Regions from separate parts of the Mus musculus genome. Here region 1 is linked to region 2. Evidence: chromatin contacts called from public HiChIP or PLAC-seq data. All regions are on one chromosome and are shown on one strand. Each heading gives the region's core, a stretch centred on a gene start, on an enhancer-like site or on the middle of the called end of the contact. The rest is flanking DNA. Distances are from core to core; before and after follow the strand shown.

The links. HiChIP or PLAC-seq counts read pairs in DNA pulled down with a chosen protein or histone mark.
Region 1: a RAD21 HiChIP or PLAC-seq map of pro-B cells shows a contact between it and region 2, with 5 times the contacts expected there. The contact joins two enhancer-like sites. A contact is called at or near these places in 1 of 39 promoter capture datasets (the SN4741 cell line), 1 of 15 datasets of contacts at CTCF or cohesin (pro-B cells) and 1 of 484 Hi-C or Micro-C datasets (the G1E-ER4 cell line).

The regions. Positions count from the first base shown.
Region 1 is chr17:49,402,024-49,405,340 of GRCm38.p6, forward strand. No RefSeq gene overlaps it. Among named protein-coding and RNA genes, the nearest start is that of Mocs1, 25 kb to the right of the region's middle. Within about 2 kb of position 1,293, at least 43 of the 459 cell types and tissues checked have an H3K27ac peak or open chromatin away from gene starts, as enhancers often do. A contact at or near this core is called in pro-B cells, where this site is marked.
Region 2 is chr17:48,335,530-48,338,919 of GRCm38.p6, forward strand. No RefSeq gene overlaps it. Among named protein-coding and RNA genes, the nearest start is that of Trem2, 9.2 kb to the right of the region's middle. Within about 2 kb of position 1,517, at least 7 of the 459 cell types and tissues checked have an H3K27ac peak or open chromatin away from gene starts, as enhancers often do. A contact at or near this core is called in pro-B cells, where this site is marked.

The DNA.
Region 1 (3,317 bases), core at 43-2,542, 1.1 Mb after region 2:
TCTCTCTCTCTTTTTCTCTCCTATGTGCAGGCATGCTCATGTAAGTACAGGAGCCTGTGGAAGTCAAAAAATGCATCAGGTCCCTTGGAACTAGAGTTGCATGCAGTTGAGTCATCTGACACGGATGGTGGGAACCAAACTGGAGTCCTCTGCAAAAGCAGGGAACAATTTTAACTGCTGATCTTTCCGGCCCCATTGGATGGTCTCTTACTATGACTCCCTGCTTACTTTCATGCAACGCAAAACTGAAGTTGTTTAAATTGAATGATTTGATGGCTTCCCTTCCAGGATAATGAGTGAAGCCAAGTAGGGACAGGTCCTTGTTTTATGTACATTGTTGAACCAGCGTTTTAACAGCTGCTATTGTAAAAATAAATCCCAAAGATTATGATGATTCTTTCCTGCTGATTGAAGACTCCATCCTGATTTTCTGGGGATTTGGACCTTTCTTCTCCACCCTCTCCTGGGAAAAGTTGTGAAGATGGAGTATTTGGGGAGCGTCTACATGTGCAAAACTTTAGCTTTCACCTGAAAGAAGGTGAAGGTGTGGCTACATGCAGCAGTCTGTATTGCCGTCTTTGTGTCAGATGGAGATCAGTTCTATATAGAAAGCTCCTTTACAAAAAATAACAATATTTTTCAATGTACAAGTATGGGTCTGTGTGCACAGCCACGTGTATATAAGAACCTGTGGAGGCCAGAAGAGGGTGTAAGATTGCAGAGTTGGAGTGGCTCACAGTGGTGAACTGTTTGATATGGGCGCTGAGAATTAAACTCCATTTGCCCTACATAAACTACAAGCACCCCTCACTATTGAACCATCTCTCTGGTCCTATATTTGCAGACTATCATAGAATGTCCATTACTTGAGAAACCTACATCTTATCATGGTCTCATTTATGGATAGATACATAGGGTGTTAATTTAGACAACCTATAAGCAATGAAAGAGAGCTATCTGCACCTTGAAAAGAAACAGCAACAATTGGAAAGGAGGCCTCCTATTGATGTAATTGGGGGTGATGCGAGTCTGAGGACATTGGGCCACTGTTAAATCACACTAACTTAGTTTATATATAATTCCTTTCTCTTAGAATATCCAGCTTATTTCTCTGGGCCTGGGCCTCCCTGATGCCAGAATAAGAATCCTGAATAGATAAATCATTCGCCGTGTCTTCAGCTGGCCACTGAGCCATTTCTCACGGCTTTGGGGCTTTTGGATCCACACCTTCCTGTCTGCTCTTTAAGGCTTTAGGGCCACCTCTGCCTGTCTGCTCTCTGTGGCTTTTAGGCCCACCTCTTCCTGTCTGCTCTCTGTGGCTTTTAGGCCCACCCCTTCCTGTCCTCTCTCTGCTCCCTAGGCCCTTGAAACATGGTGACTAGCTGCCTCACTCCCCTGCTGCCGTGTGTTTCTCATGAAGGACGGCATCCCTTCTCCCCCTCCTTCTACTTATGTTTTATTTTTATTAGATGTTTATGTACGTTTTGTCTGTGTGTATGGATGTGTACCACATGTCTACATTGTCCTTGGAAGCCAGAATCCCCTGAAACTGGAGTTATAGGTGGTTGTGAGGCACCATGTGGGTGCCAGGAATCCAACTCTGGTCCTCTGGAAGAGCATCCAGTGCTCTTGAACCATTAACCCCATCTCTCCAGCCCCAACTGCATCTGTTCTCAAAACAAGCTCTTTCAACCTTAAGTTGCTGCTTCTCAAGTGTCTGGTCACTGCAATGAGAAAGATCGATAAGAGACATATGTCCATCTGTCCTCTGTGTAAGGGGCCCTCCTTTGGCTGGTTCTTCATGCTCTGTGCCCTAACAGGCAACTTGTCCTTCTTACACTTCAGGCTAGCCAGGTTCTAGAAGAAGTGCCCATCTGGCTTTCACACACAGGCATTCCCTTTAGTGGGTAATTACATATTTTGAGCATGTACATTTAGAAAATAGAGGCAATTTGCACCAAACCAAACTCTCTGTAACACAGCAGGCTATCTAAGCACACAGCTCACCTTGCAAGCCTGCAGAGCCACACACACCTGGTGTGGAATCCTTCCTCTCCAGCGTTTCCTCTTCACCACAGGAATCTTGCCCAGTTTTTCCAGGCTGCTCTGAATGTCTCCTGTTCCAACCATCAGGACCACAATGAAGTCACTAAACCCTCTTTCAAACATATAGTTCTCAGGAGTTCAAAATAGGGCCAGATGGTTTTTCTTTTTCTTTTTCTTTTTCTTTTCTTTTCTTTTCTTTTCTTTTCTTTTCTTTTCTTTTCTTTTCTTTTCCTTTCCTTTCCTTTCCTTTCCTTTCCTTTCCTTTCCTTTCCTTTCCTTTCCTTTTCTTTCTTTCTTTCTTTCTTTCTTTCTTTCTTTCTTTCTATTTTAAGTCTCAGAGGAACAGAATGGACAGACAGGGTGGTTCAAGAGGGAAGAAAATCATCAAGCCATAATAGCAAAGAATCCCAGCCTTTAAGCTTAAAGAATCCATAAAATATTAAGCAGAGAGAATTTCTAAAGTGTCACACACACTTGGATACATGCCGGTGACATTTCAGTATCTGTAGGATAAAGGAAAGATTTCAAAAGCTTTCAGAGATGAAAAATGTGTTCTTTTCCCACAGAGGACCAAAAAATCAAAAGGACAGAAGACCTCGTCAGCAATCCCCAAAGCTAAATGGCAGGGGAGTGAGCCCTCAGAAATCTGAGCAAGGCGTGGAGGTAGAAGTCTAGGTGCAAAATACCAGCTCATGGGGGAAAACAAACATCACGATACTGTGTGAGTCTAAAGCTTGGGTGAACTGTTCTAAGCGGAATTGTATGTAGAAGAAACTTACTGGTGCAAATGCAAGACACTGGAACACAGAGAGGCTGGGCATGCTTCCAGGGGTGGGAGTAGTGACCATCTGATTCCCTGTGAAGGACGGAGGCAAGGTAGAGAAGCCAGGTGGGCACTTTCAGCACACTTACAAGAGGTTTGCAGGGTGGTCTAAGATCTGTGTGGAATCCCAGTTTCTCTGTCCAGCCTTGGGGAGAAGCCTTGGCATGAACTCACAGAAGCACCGCAGAAGCCAAAGGTCAATAGCACTCCTGCAGGTGGAGACTCAATGGATGCAGTCACATGGGAATGCTCTCATGTGAAAGGATTCTCAAAGCTTGTAGCCGCCAACCCTGGATAGTAGAAAAAAAAAAAAAAAAAAGAAATCCAAAAAGAGTAAGTGCAGAGCCATGAGAAAGCAGGAGGACTGGTCACAGCCCAGAACCAGCGAAAGATGTGAAAACATCATAAATGAAAGCCTATGGGATTCAATGCCCAGGACAGACCAGAG
Region 2 (3,390 bases), core at 267-2,766:
AAACTATGGAGGAATCCTGGTTACCACCCACTCTGCTCCCCAACGGATAGAAGGAGACCACCTACCCAGGTACCACCCTCAATGAGCTGTGGCCTCCCCATATCAATCATGAATCGGGAAAATGCCCCACTGTGTTGCCGACAGGCCAATCCTATGGTAACATTATCCCAATTAATTTTCCTCTTCCCAGATGGTCTTAGAGCTTCTGTCAAGTTAACAAACCGCTAACCAGCACAGGGATGTAACCTCTGATGAGAAGTCTGGTGGCCAGTCTTGGAAAGACACTAAATCTTGAAGGAGCTGGGAAAGATTCTGCCCCCAAAGAGAGATCAGTGTGAGGGTGGTTTGGTGACCCTAAGCAAGTAGCCTGAGAAGTTCTGGTCCTTTGGTTGAGTTAATGAGAGGAGAGAATTTGAAAGAGGCAGAAGCTCCCACAGACATGGGAGTCACATTGTTGTTGAGCTGTAGGTGAGCTAGCTGTGGTAACACACCACCCGGACACGAGCTTGCTTCTCATCCCAGCTCCAGTGTCAGTTACCAAGGAGGCTCTGCTCCACACAGACATCCAGGCACCCACGTTCTTTCCCACAAGGGTGTCTGTCACCTTGAGAAACTAGAGCATCTGGGGGGACCGTCTCCATCCAGGTGAAGAAAGGGAGAGGACATGGGGGATTGAATCAGAGGTCTGTGGGCCAGGTCTGCAGCCAGTAAACTTCATTTCTTGTAAAACACAGTATATAGCCAGCTCTGGTTGCACAAGAATTTAAAAGATGTAGGCTACCCGGGCGGTAGTGACACACGCCTTTAATCCCAGCACTTGGGAGGCAGAGGCAGGCGGATTTCTGAGTTCGAGGCCAGCTTGGTCTACAGAGTGAGTTCCAGGACAGTCAAGGCTACACAGAGAAACCCTGTCTCGAAAAACCAAAAAAAAAAAAAAAAAAAAAAAAAAAAAAAGATGTAGGCTAGCCTTTTTTCTTCTTCTTCTTCTTCTTTTTTTAGGACATTAAACAAGCTGAGTGTGGGGGACCACGCCTGTAATCCCAGCACTCTGGAGGCAGAAGCAAGAGGGTCTCTGTGAGTTCTAGGACAGCCTGGGCTACACGGAAAGACTGTGTTAAACAAACACAAAAGAAACCCAAAGAGAGGTTTTATCCTAAGTATTGACAGCACTCATGTGTGCTGGGGGTGTTGGCTTCTTCGTAAGTGTTCTCATAACTTGAGTTATAATTTCTACACACGGGTCTTCAAATTTTAATTTTTCTTAGTTGCTGCTTTAAAATCTCCCCTTAAAAAGACTTAAATTGAATCTTTAATTGAGTCTCAATTTCCAGCAACCAATTTAAGAATGATTCTTGCTTGCTTTTCAAATTCAGAAGCAAATGATAATTTTAGGGTAGATGTTCCATAACTTTAAAAATAGCTTTAGGAACATTTGGGGGTTAACAGAGGTCAGTCTGGCCTTGGCTCTGGCTTTATCTCTTGCCACTAAGAGGGCTGTGACCCAGCATAGACAGGACAACGTAGGGAAACAGCGCCACCGTGCGGAGAGTCTACTGAGGCTGGCCGTGAAACCTGGTTCTGGTCTTTATGTTCAGTAAAGCAGAGATTCTCTAATAACCCTTTTCTGTGAAGGCATTAATGCCTCCATCAGGACAGAAAGAGCCTTTAGGCGGCAGAGCATCCTTGTCTTCCAGCTCTGCCACCTCCAAGGACCCCTACATGTTCATCCATTGAGAAGCTCTCTGAACTCTGTCTCATCACAGAAGCTTCACCATCACCAGGACACAATGACATCATTGGCCATGGTTGACTACTTATCTTCAGCCCCTATCCTTCCCTGAAATTTGAAAGTAGACCTGAAATTCTCAGCCCTCTTAGCCTGGTTCTCCCCCGGCAACTAGCCCCCATCTTGACGCTAGCTCAGAGCCCACCAAGGGGCTCCTACCACTTAGGAAATGTAGGTGTTCCTGTCAGCTGTTCCCCATTCAGACAACTACAGCTATCTCAGGAGATCAAAGTCAGGAATCCAGAGTGAAAAACCCCAAATGGAACAAAGTACTCACATCTACAAGGACATTAGGGATTCTGTCTCAAGAACCTGATCTAGAGACCAAATACGAATTTTTATTACATCATAGCGTCACAAAAACACTCACAAAAGAGAGGCAGAGAGGGGGAGAATATGCAGGAGAAAGATTAAGAAGCAGGGGAGGGAGAGGAGGGGGAGAGAGAGAAGGGAGAGAGGGGGAGAATATGCAGGGCAAGAGTAAAAAGCAGAGGAAAGGGAGGACGGGAAGGGAGAATGAGGAAGAAGGCGGGCAGGAGGCAAAGAAACACATGAACTGAGTACCAACTTTGCATAGTCGTTTGTCTGCTTCCTCGGGTGTAATATGCCCTAAGAATAAAGCAGCGCTTAAAGTGATAACAGCGTCAGAGAGCACAGTGTTGGCAGGGGCATTGCTGCCACTATCCTGTGACTTTTGTACCACCTATGTGACACAAAGCAAATGAGTTGTTATTTGAGCCTCTAACACTACTGTTTGGAGGTAAGGTTCTCTGGGTGGGAGAAAGACAAAGACACATGATGAAGGTGGTAACTCCATCTGAATTTCCATAGAACTCCATAGAATTTTTTTCTATGAATTACTTTATTATTATGGGGGGGTCACAGTTGACATAATCTGGACATAGAGAGAGATCAGGTGACAGCTTTGTGGCATTGGTTCTTTCTATCTACCTTTATGGGGGTTCTAAGGATTAAACTCAAGTTCTCAGGCTTGGGCATCAAGAGCCTTCACCCCTGCTGAATCATCTCAAGGGTCCTCATCTTAGTTTTCTATTGAAAGTGTCTAACAAACAATTAGTCAATGTAATCCTGTAATCCCAGTAGTAGGGATGTGGAAGGCAGAAGGATCAGGAGATCACAGTTATCCTAAGATATAATTCAAGTTTAAGGTTAGCCTGGTCTATATAAGGTGCCATCTTGAAAAAATAAAGGATTGAAGAGTTCTTGCCTCTACCCACTAAAAAAAGCCCAGAATTAGTGACTAGCCCAGTAGCAACGAGGCCCCATAGTATCCAGATTGTGGTCATCATAGTTTCATTTCTGTCGCTGTGATAAAAGGTACTAACAAAAGCAGCTTTAGGAGGGAAAACAACAACAACAACAACAACAAACCATTTATTCAGCCTACAATTCCAGGTTACAGTCTGCTGTCACAGAGAAGCGAAGGTAGGAACCTGAAGCAGCTAGTCACATTCAGGGTCAAAGGCACAGAGAGAATAAATAAATGCATGCTTCTTGTGTTCAGCCACCTCTCTTCACTCATCTAGTCCAGGATCCCCTACCTAGGGAATGGTGCCACCCATGGTGGGCTGGGTCTTCCTACA